Linked DNA regions of Zea mays: region 2 is linked to region 1. The links are chromatin contacts, called in public Hi-C maps. All regions are on one chromosome and are shown on one strand. Each heading gives the region's core, a stretch centred on a gene start, on an enhancer-like site or on the middle of the called end of the contact. The rest is flanking DNA. Distances are from core to core; before and after follow the strand shown. Region 1 holds the start of LOC100191460 (phosphoenolpyruvate carboxylase3). Region 2 has its middle 6.8 kb from the start of TRNAA-AGC.

Region 1 (5,146 bases), core at 1,795-4,294:
TTAGCACCAGGGAACAAACAATGTCGTAGCTCTTAACATGTAAGGGAAGTACTTATATTGGAGTACCTCAAACATTAGATCTTCGATCTGAGAGAAATACAAGTTAGCAGCCATCATTCTCGCCAACAAGCATACATCCCGTGTAACCTCTGGTGTTACTCTTGGATTTCCTACAAAACCAATACAGCATGGAAAGTTTTAGCTTTTCTTTCTACAGTTGGTCAGCAAAACAACAAAAAGGTTCTACTCAAAATAATTGGAACTGTAATACAGTTTTCAGTGCAAAAAGGAATCTCAATAGAATCTGGAACATTTTAGAACTATTCAAACTGTTTTCTGTACAAAAACTCTTCAACAGAGTATTATATTTTTCAGACAAACACTTAAGTATACAGTGGGTCAATGGCATATGAAAACAAGAAGTTACCATCTCGATCACCACCCATCCAGGAAGAGAACTGAATAAGAGGAGCATTGTAAGGGAGACGTTCATTGATCCCAATATTTTTCAGAGCAGTGTCAATACGGCGCAAGAATTTAGGTACACCCTTCCAGATAGTTTCATGGAAGTAACTCAGTCCAGCACGCATTTCATCTTGAGGAGTAGGAGGGGTTCTGCGGATTTCATCAGTTCTAAAAGCAGCTTGAATCTGTGAAGGGTGTCAAACAACAAATCAGCAAAACATATGTTTCACTGCAATTGACTGAAAATGGATGCATGACCATGACTCGTTTTTTATGTTATCAAACTGAACTCTCTGATGCATTTTATTCAGCTGTCCTGTGAACAAAGACTATAACTCACATAATTGAACGGCATTGTCAACAAAAAAACTACAGTAATATAGAATCAACTGCAGCATATGAACTACCTTTGTTGTGCACAATTGACTGTTTTTGTCCTTTCACCTTGTCAGCTTGTCATGTGCAAGCATACATGAGTTAAACAAAGTAACATTTTTAGAGAGAAAAGTGTTGGTACAACCAAGGTGAAGTTTCATTGGAAACATCTAATAGGATCTAATATAACCTCAAAAACAAGTTAGTAAAAACTACAAAAATATGTGCTCTTCACCAGATTAATTTCAAAAAGTTTGGTGCCCACTACTGATAACAATAATTTGTGTGTGTTTAAGAGTTGGCTTGACATAAGGTTAGTTATTTCCAAAGGTTTGACAGCTACTTCTGATAACAATAACCTTGAGGTAGAAGTCTGTAGCACAAATAACAATGACTATAATTTCACACACAGGAAATATTTGTTGTGCACAGCACACCCAGAGAACCTTCCAACTTTCTCAGATAACTAGACTTCTGTCAGTGCTATTATCAACTAATCTCCATTGCCCATTGGGTATATCTTCTTGGTTCTTTCTCAAGGAAGAAACTGCCCTAGTGTATATGCTTTACTGCTTTCTTCCTAAGTTCATATCACCTTGTCTTGTTCAAGTTATTACGTATCCTACTATCAAAAGAACGGTATATAGACAATAGATATAGCATTCTAGCCCAAAGAACGGTATACAGTCTCAGAATCTGACAGGCATCACTCACATAAAGAGGCCAAAAAATGCAACATAAGCTAACTTGTCTTTCAGGAGTGGGACAAAGTTCTAATAACACTAATGTGGAGATGCCTATGCTCTGGATCCGCACGTTAAAACCCCGAAGCCCCTGGCTCCATCAAGGACAAAAGGGCCTAGGAGATGATCAGCTAAATAATGAACACCTATTTTCCAACTAGAAATGTTAACGAAAGGTTGTGGTGCGCTTAATCTGCAGTAAATCATCAAAGTGATCTTTTTAATAAAACATTTTCAGCTCAAGTGGTGAAGTCAATATATTTTACCTCCCTCTGAAGTGCCTCATCAAGCTCCTGCTTGTCGTCAGCAGTGATGTCCTTGGCATAGAGCTGCCGCAGGCAGTTACGGATCCTAAACAACAACAAAACAAACAACACCACGGGGCAGGGGAGCATTCAGCATTTGCTTCCGCACGCATGGACTTCAACCAAAGCAACCACAGTCCACAGTAACGCTACGACTACGATCATTCTCACCTGCCGTGCTTCTGGAGAAGAGACCTCCTCACGGATTGTGTAGGGTGGGCGGTGAAGACGAGGTCGACGGTCTGGCTCTTGAGCGCGTCGAAGACCTCCTCCCGCGACTTGCCGAGCTGCGAGACGAGGCGCTTGAGCGTCTCCTCGATGTCCGACTCTGTCGGCGCGGAGGCCTCGTCGGCGAAGTCCCCACGCTTTAGCTTGATCCGGCGGCGGTGCGCGATCTGCACTTCCTCGGCAAGGTTAGCGAGGTTGAGCATGTGCGAGAAGGAACTAGCGACGACGATGGAGTCCCCCGGCGGCAGGCTGGTGAGCTTGCTCCCGAGCTCGCCAAGCCGAGCCTCATCCCGGTCGTTCTCGTACTCCGCCGAGAGCTCGTAGCACTCCTGCACCTGCACACGCGAAGAGAAGCCACCTGATCAGCACGTGCACGGCTTCGTCGAAACATGCGGATCTGGGGGTGAGGAGGAAGGCGGTACTGATCGGGGCGTACGAATTCGCGTAGGTGGGGGCCGTGCAGGTCCTGGAGGATGTCAAGGAAGCGGTCGACGAGGAGGGCGTCGTACTCGACGAGCTTGTCATCCTCGGAGACCTTCCCGGGGGCCAGCAGCCGCAGCTGCGCGTCGATCGACTGGTGCCGCTCCGGCATCGCGGCGCAGCGAATCGAACGAATCAAATTCCCGCCCGGCGGCACAGACAATCCCCTCTCGCCCGCGAGCCCGCAGCGGGCGTGGGAAATGGAGAGTGGTGGAAGCCTCTGCTCGCCTGAGCGGGGCGCAGGTGGAGGCGGAGATTGGGCGGTGCGCGCGGCGGAGATGGGGTGGGAAGTTCGGAGTGTGCGTGCCTATTCTATTTGTACGGGGGGACGGGAGCCCGGGTTGATGGTGATCGTGTGCGGGCCCGTCTGGAGAATTTTATGTTCCTGAGCCCGTGAGCCGTGCGTCTCCCTCGTTGTCGGGACTCATGCTAGTTTTGCAGATTGGTCCTGCGGACTTTGCGATTATTCATAGTTAGGCAAGTGTTAGGGCTTGTTTGGTTAGCTCTCAATTCATATGGATTGGGTGGGATTGGATGGGTTTGAATCCCAGACAAGTCAAATTTCTTCTCAATTTTTTCCAATCTCATTCAATCCATGTGTATTGGGAATAACCGAACAAGCCCTTAGTGGGGTTATAAGGTCTTTTTTATTCTCGCCTCTAAGCACTCTAGAGTACTTTAGCTCAGTTATCTAGAGTTCTAGTACTAGATCTGATGGACTAAAGTTTAAATCTAACTTTATACTTTTTAAAAGTTTAGAGTTTTAGAGGAGCATCATGAGGGTATTTGGCAGAGCTCGACTTCACAAAAGTTAGGTCAACGTTATAAACTTCATAGTTGAGCAGCTCTACTTCAAATTTGCGGAGTTTCTAAAAGTGTTTGCCTTACAAACAAATTTAAGCTTCACTAAAATAGGATTTTCTTTAGAAAAGTCACTTGTACCCTTGAATGGTTGTTTGAGATTGTTTATTTACATGTTTTTTATAAAAACTTTAATAGAAAATAATAGTATGCCATAGATATAATAAAAATATTTATAAGGCATACTAATATATAGTGAGTATAATCTATGATTTTATAAATATTCCAAAATTGTACCATTATAAATTTGAATCACAATAATCTACTTCCAAAAATAGTACCATTATAAATTTGAATCACAATAAACTACTACCGCTATATACTAGTTCTAACATTGGGCGATAGCAGTCGCTAACTTATCTACAAATAGATATTTATTTTTAAAGTAAAGGTAATGAAGCAACTCAAGTCACCATAAGTCACCTCAACTTCTTAGGCCATCTCCAGCAGGTCGTGTAAACGACCGTATAAAGTACTGTTTTGCACTGTAGATTGTACTGTTTATAGAGTGAAGTTTGAAATAGGGTGTGAGATAGAGAGTGGGTTAGGAAGTCTGCTAGAGATAGTCTTATAGTGACAATATAGACCTAGCTTTATAATCACAAGTATCACGAGTTCGACCGACAAGGAATCACACGCAGTAGATCAAAAAGATTACATGCCTTAGACTTATATTTATAGAGCATGTTTGATTGGCTGGTACACACCAACATCCACGGTTGCGCGCCTCTAGGCGGGTAGCGAACGCGCTCAGGCTCTGATATACTCCTGAAGCTCCTGCATTCTCCCTAGTTCTTCACTCTTTTTTGCATCTCTATTGTTTCTCAGCGGGGGATCTTTTGTCGAAGGGGGATGTTTAGGGGGAGAAAATCTGGACCATTTTAGGGAGAAATTCTTGTCTGGATTGTTGGGGAGAGATTTTGGATTTTTGGAGCTCCTTCCTATCAAGGGGGAGTTGTAATACCCAAAAAAGGAATACAATGAGTATATAGTTGATATTCTTATATTGTGTGCCATAACTTCATCATAAAAGGAGCATGCCTATAATTAAGAGTGATGAATAAATATATATATATAATGTTCAAATGGAATACACATCATGTTGAGGTTTTTTGTGTGCATTTTATGATGATATAAATATGTAAAAAGAAATCTGTTAAATATCCAAATGGGGATTTAAATCCTAAAGGAAATCCTAGAATGGAGAAAAAGAGAAGAAAACACTAAACAAATAGGATAAAATAAAAATATAAATGAACTAAAATTCAGTTCATATTGTTATAGACATTTAACCTGAATTTGAACTTCACGCACATGGATTCAAATTGGAAATTCAAATTCAAAAGAGAAGAGAAGAAAAGAAAATATAAAATAAAAAGAATAAAAGAAAAGAGAGAGCACTATAGCGTCTGGGCCCAATCAGGTCGGCCCATTTCCCCAATCCCTCTCCCGCGGCCCGTTCTCCTACCTTCTCACCCGCACGGTGGTGTCTCTGGTGCAGCGGGCCCACTCGAAAGCGGCTGTCCTCGGTTCCGCGCGCGGTATGGCCGATCCTCTGACTGTCTGGTGGGGCCCGCATTTCGGTCGTTGGCTCCGCGCGGACTCGCTCGAGCTGTCGGTCACAGACGCATGGACCCCTCCCTGTCAGCCGTTTCTTCCCCAGCGCAACAGAACCGCGCGGGATTGCCG
Region 2 (5,146 bases), core at 1,822-4,321, 270 kb after region 1:
CTCATCAATCCCAAGGAGCCCGTTGGCGTCATATTCCTCCCCACGACATAACTACACCCCTGACGGACGAGGCAAGCGAGGTGACGGTGAAGAGGAGAGGTCGACCGCGGAAGCCACCGTCGGTGCATAGGTGGAGGGGGCGGCTGGTGGAGCCTGACCAGGGGCCGGGGAATCGGGGAGAGGAGGACACAGAGGCCTGATTCTTGGGGACAGCGTGGAGAGGAAGGCTAGTGGAGCCGGCCTAACATGGATGACGCCGAGGACGCAGGCTCGATGGTGAGATCGAGAAGGAGGAAGGGGTGCAACGGGAGAGGGAAGACGTGGGAGGGAGAAGGTCGGGGCTTGAGAGGAACACAAAACCGCTTAGCGCTCATAGCGTCATTGGATGCAAGACTCGTGTCCGCGACCCTAGAGTGGTGTCCGCCCGTGTTTGGTGAATGCCCCGTGAAGCGCGGACGATGCTTCAAACCGGGTGGTTTTAATAACTCTGAGGCCTTGTTCGTTTGTGTCGGATTGCACCCGGAATGGTTCCCGCTAATCAAAATCTATATAAATTAGAGAATCAATCCGGTTAGGAATCGTTCTGACCCACCAATCCGATGCAAACGAACAAGGCCTGATTATTTTTCCATTTAATTTCTTTTTTAAAGCTAGTTCCAACCGAAGATTTGCAAGTTTGCCATTATTGGAAATTTGCTATTAGACCCACAAATCATAGACAAATATGGACCCACTAAACATAGGTTCAAATGGCATAATAGCAACGAGGTAACAAACTGAGTGGTAAAATATCTATTATGTCAGTTCTAATCGAGATCGGTACTAACTACTCATCGGCGGTTTGTACTGACCCAAATGGTCAACACAACAGTCGGTGGGTCTATCGATCAATCGGTTTAAGTGTTATCGACCGTGTTGGAGTAGGACCGACCGCGATGTTGGAGAATCGCTTGGTACCGACCAACCGCATGTTGTTACGTGTCGTCTTCTGATTGGCACGTGTCATTTTGATAAGTTCAAAAAATTCAAAATCAATTCAAAAAGTTCATGGAATTTTCCTTATAAATAGAGGGGGTTTAGGTGCATTCACCCCCCCAAACTCCAAATTCTTTGTCATATTTCTTTTTTCGAAAGCACGGCCCAAATTTTTATTAGATACGAAAGAGGAATACACTATCGAAAGAAATGAAAGCAAAGCACAAGGTAACAAAAGCCTCCCACACAATCAAACTCACTCAAAAAAAAGACCCTCCACACTCACTAACATTCATTAACACTTAAAAAGCAGCAGCAGTCGTCCGCTGCACGAAAATGTCTTCGTTGATGAGATAGGCGATTGCTGAGACTAACTTCTCCAAATTTTTGAAATGTTCTTCTATCCTTTCTTTCCAATTCTCCCACCAAAAATAGATCATGAGACCATCAAAACATCTGCATTCTTGCTTCATAACTTTTAGTTGAATTCTTTCTCCACCATTTATACAACGATCCTTGGCGGTCCACAGCTTGGAGGGCATTGCGATGGAAACAAAGGAGTAAAAGGTCCCAAACCCCCTAGGGAACACACAATCCTTAAAAAGATGGGCAATAGTTTTTTGCTCCTGTTTGCACAGCTTGCGAATTGGGTCATACAACCAACCTCCGAGCAATAAATTGTTTGTCGTGAGAATTTTCATGTGAAACAAAGTCCAAGCAAAGAAACAACATTTAGGTTTTGTTTTCGCCCTCTAAGTCGGTAGAAGCCTGAGCTTGGGCATGCTGCCCTGGAACTGGGCAAGGTAGGTGCTCTTAGCAGAGTATTCGCCATCAGGATTCCATCTCCATCTTATTTCATCCTCTCTGGTATGGTCCAAAGACACCTCATTAATGGCCTCCCAGATACCCACAAACTGAGCTCTCTAGTAGGGCTCTTCCTCTGCTAGCTCTAACTTTGGCTTTGATCTAGAAAAACAACCCCTTATTTTAAGAAAGGGCACCATATTTAGTTGGAAACACAACTCCTCCTATAGCTTCTTGTAGGATGTGGGTCCGAGGAAGAGAAAAACATGAAAGATGAGCTGATAGAAGCTCATTTTTCTAGCTCTCGCTCTACATATTTTTTGGATGAGCTCATCTCTCTTTTCTACAAAGAGCCCATCAAAGAGCCTCCTATTTAATAGATTTTTTCAAAAAGAGCTGTTGGGGGATTCTTTGGAGGAGCGTACCAAAGTGGGTCTTATGACCTTCCACTCTATATTTTAATACAGATGTTAGAAACTTTGAAACATTCATCGACTTGTTTGTCTAATTCACCTAACTCCTAGACATCACGATCGCTTTAGAAATGCTCTACCCGCGGAGATGTTGGTTGTGTGCAAGCACCTGTTCCTTTCCGGACCGATGTCCAACTCTCACCTGTGCACATTGAAGCCTGTCGGCTTGTTCGGCTGCTAGTTTCTACAGTGGCAGCTGCTGCAGCCGCCTGCTGCTTGCTGCTGTAGGAACAGTGTTTGTTTGCAGCTGCAGCTGGATGAAAATGGCAGCCGAACAAGCTGATGGATGTCACTGCCCTCTTGCACAGAACTTGCGCACCTCTCTTCTGTCATTGCAAAAGACACCAGAGACGTGAATTTTGTGACAGCGATGCTTTGGCCTCAACCATTCCAACTCCATAAGGTAACATGGGAAACAATTCAATTGTCATTATCTCCAGCTTAATAGCGTATATAACATTGTGTTCGATAAGAAGATATGATCATATCTCTATCATCTTTTGCTTATATAAATAGGTCCCTTGTACCTTGTATAACACACCACATTCTTGTGGTTTTTTTCTCTCTCATGGAGTTTTTTCCACATTAAACTTTGTATCTCTTTTTTCCCCTCTATGATTATAACAATTGGTATCTACAGCTAGTTTAGACACTTTATTCTCAGTCGCCGCCGCCGCAGGTTCTTCCTTCCGAAAACATATCGCTTCTCGCCACCGCCAGTTCATCTGCTTGCAATTCGTTTATCTGCGGGAGACACCGGTTATCAAATCTGCTACCGCCGTCCCTCGCGTGGGCCCTCCGTGGTCTCGTCAGCGCTGGTCTTTGTAGTGTCCTGGCCTCGCTGCACTACTCTGTTATTGGGTTTCGTCTGTCCTGCTGCGTCACTCTTCTTTGGAGATCTATTCTCCTCTTGCTGCCAAGTACCAACTATTGGATTCTACAGTCAAGATCGATTTTTGTGCCCGATTCAAATCAAGTAATCTCATGTGAAGTGCTTTTGGGATTTCGTGCCTTTCGAGGACCACCGCACAAGGGAGAAAATCACTCAAATTTTTTATTTCATAGATTGCACGTAGATTACTATTTCACTTCGAATTTCTTTATCTCACATAATAGATGTCGTCTAAAATTGATATTCCAAAGTTTGATGGCAAGATCAGTATTGCTATTTGAAAAATTCAGATAAAGGTTGTTCTTACTCAGTTATGTGTACGAAAGGCGTTGCAAACGCGACCTGCTAACATGGCTGATGATAAATGAGAAAATCTTAATTAAAAAGCTTTGTCCGTCTTATAGCTCAGTTTATCTCCTGGTATTATTACACAGTTAGTTTTAGCTTTTGTACCTCCTGTTAGTAACAGTCACTCTATTGCTCAAGATAGACCTAGAAGGAATATTGTTTTGCCACATCGATATTGTGACACTGACAGTATGGCTTATTATACTCTCATTGCTGCTCAAGAAACTAATGTTGCATTTGAACCTTCTTCTTATTCGGAAGCTATCTCATGTGATAATTCATCCAAGTGGTTAGTTGCTATGAATGATGAATTTGAGAGTCTTCAAAAGAATTCTACATGGAAATTGGTTGAGCTTCCTAAAGGTAAATCCTTTAAAGTGCAAGTGGATTTATAAGAAAAAGGAAGGTATATCTAGAGTTGAACCTACAAGATTTAAAGCTCGTTTAGTTGTGAAAGGTTTCGAACAAAGGGATGGTATTGATTTCAATGAGGTGTTCTCTCCTATTGTTCGTCACACTTCTATTTGAGTTATGCTTGCTATTGTTGCTTTATTTGATTTGGAGTTAGAGAAACTTGATGTTAAAACTGCATATTTCATGGAGATTTAGATGAGGATGTTTATATGACATAACCTCAGGGTTTTTCTGCTCCTAGTCAAGAGCACTTAGTTTGTCATTTGCAGAAATCTCTTTATGGTTTGAAATAAGCTCCTAGGCAGTGGTATAAGAGGTTTGACTCGTTCATGCTTGCACATGGTTATTCTCGAAGCAATTATGATCACTGTATTTATTTGAAACATTTCCCAAATAAATATTTTGTGTATCTACTGCTTTATGTTGATGATATGTTGATTGCTTCCCATGACAAGTCACTAATTGTTGAATTGAAGGCTCAACTTAATCATGAATTTGATATGAAAGATCTTGGACCAGCAAATAAAATTCTTGGGATGGAAATTTAGTATGATCGTCGTGCTGGTACTCTTTTTCTATCTCAGAAAAGTTTTATTGAGAAAGTTCTTGAAAAGTATAATCTCAGTAATTGTAAATATGTTGCTACACCATTTGCTTCACATTTTAAATTGTCATCGAGGCAATGTCCTGTTACTGAAGATGAGAAAGAATACATGTCTCACATACCATATACTAATGTTGTTGGAAATCTCATGTATGCTATGATATGTACAATACCCAATCTGGCTCATGCTCTTAGTGTGGTTAGCAGATTCATGCACAATCCTGGTAAAGAACAATGGAATGCAGTAAAGTGGATTCTTCGCTACTTGAAACGTACTTCTCATTTTGGATTATTGTTTGACAAGAATTCAGTGAAGGAAATTGGTGTTATGGGATTTGTTGAGAGATTTATTGATTCTGACTTTGCTGGTGATCTTGATAAGAGACGCTCCATATCTGGTTATGTATTTTCATTATGCGGTTCTGTGGTGAGTTGGAGGGCTTCACTTCAGTCTGTTCCTACTCTTTCCACTACTGAAACATAATATGTCTCAGCTACTTAAGGGGTTAAAGAAGCTATTTGGATGCAAGGTCTTATTTCTGAACTTGGTGTTCCTCAGGATGTCATTAAGGTTTATTGTGATAGTCATAGTGCTATTTGTCTGACCAAGAATGACATGTATCAATTCAAGACCAA

What was found. A called contact is a pair of places that touch in the nucleus more often than the background predicts.
Region 2: a contact with region 1 is called in a Hi-C map of leaf mesophyll, with 2.4 times the contacts expected there. The contact joins the enhancer-like site here to the promoter of LOC100191460 in region 1. A contact is called at or near these places in 2 of 25 Hi-C or Micro-C datasets (leaf and leaf mesophyll).

What each region holds. Positions count from the first base shown.
Region 1 is chr4:235,704,537-235,709,682 of Zm-B73-REFERENCE-NAM-5.0, forward strand. It overlaps LOC100191460 (phosphoenolpyruvate carboxylase3), which reads right to left and starts at 3,045. Exons shown (of 10, transcript XM_008678212.3): 1 at 2,553-3,045; 2 at 2,060-2,451; 3 at 1,850-1,934; 4 at 428-650; 5 at 67-170. The coding sequence starts at 2,708.
Region 2 is chr4:235,975,005-235,980,150 of Zm-B73-REFERENCE-NAM-5.0, forward strand. No RefSeq gene overlaps it. Among protein-coding and RNA genes, the nearest start is that of TRNAA-AGC, 6.8 kb to the left of the region's middle. Within about 2 kb of position 3,072, at least 1 of the 20 cell types and tissues checked has an H3K27ac peak or open chromatin away from gene starts, as enhancers often do. A contact at or near this core is called in leaf mesophyll, where this site is marked.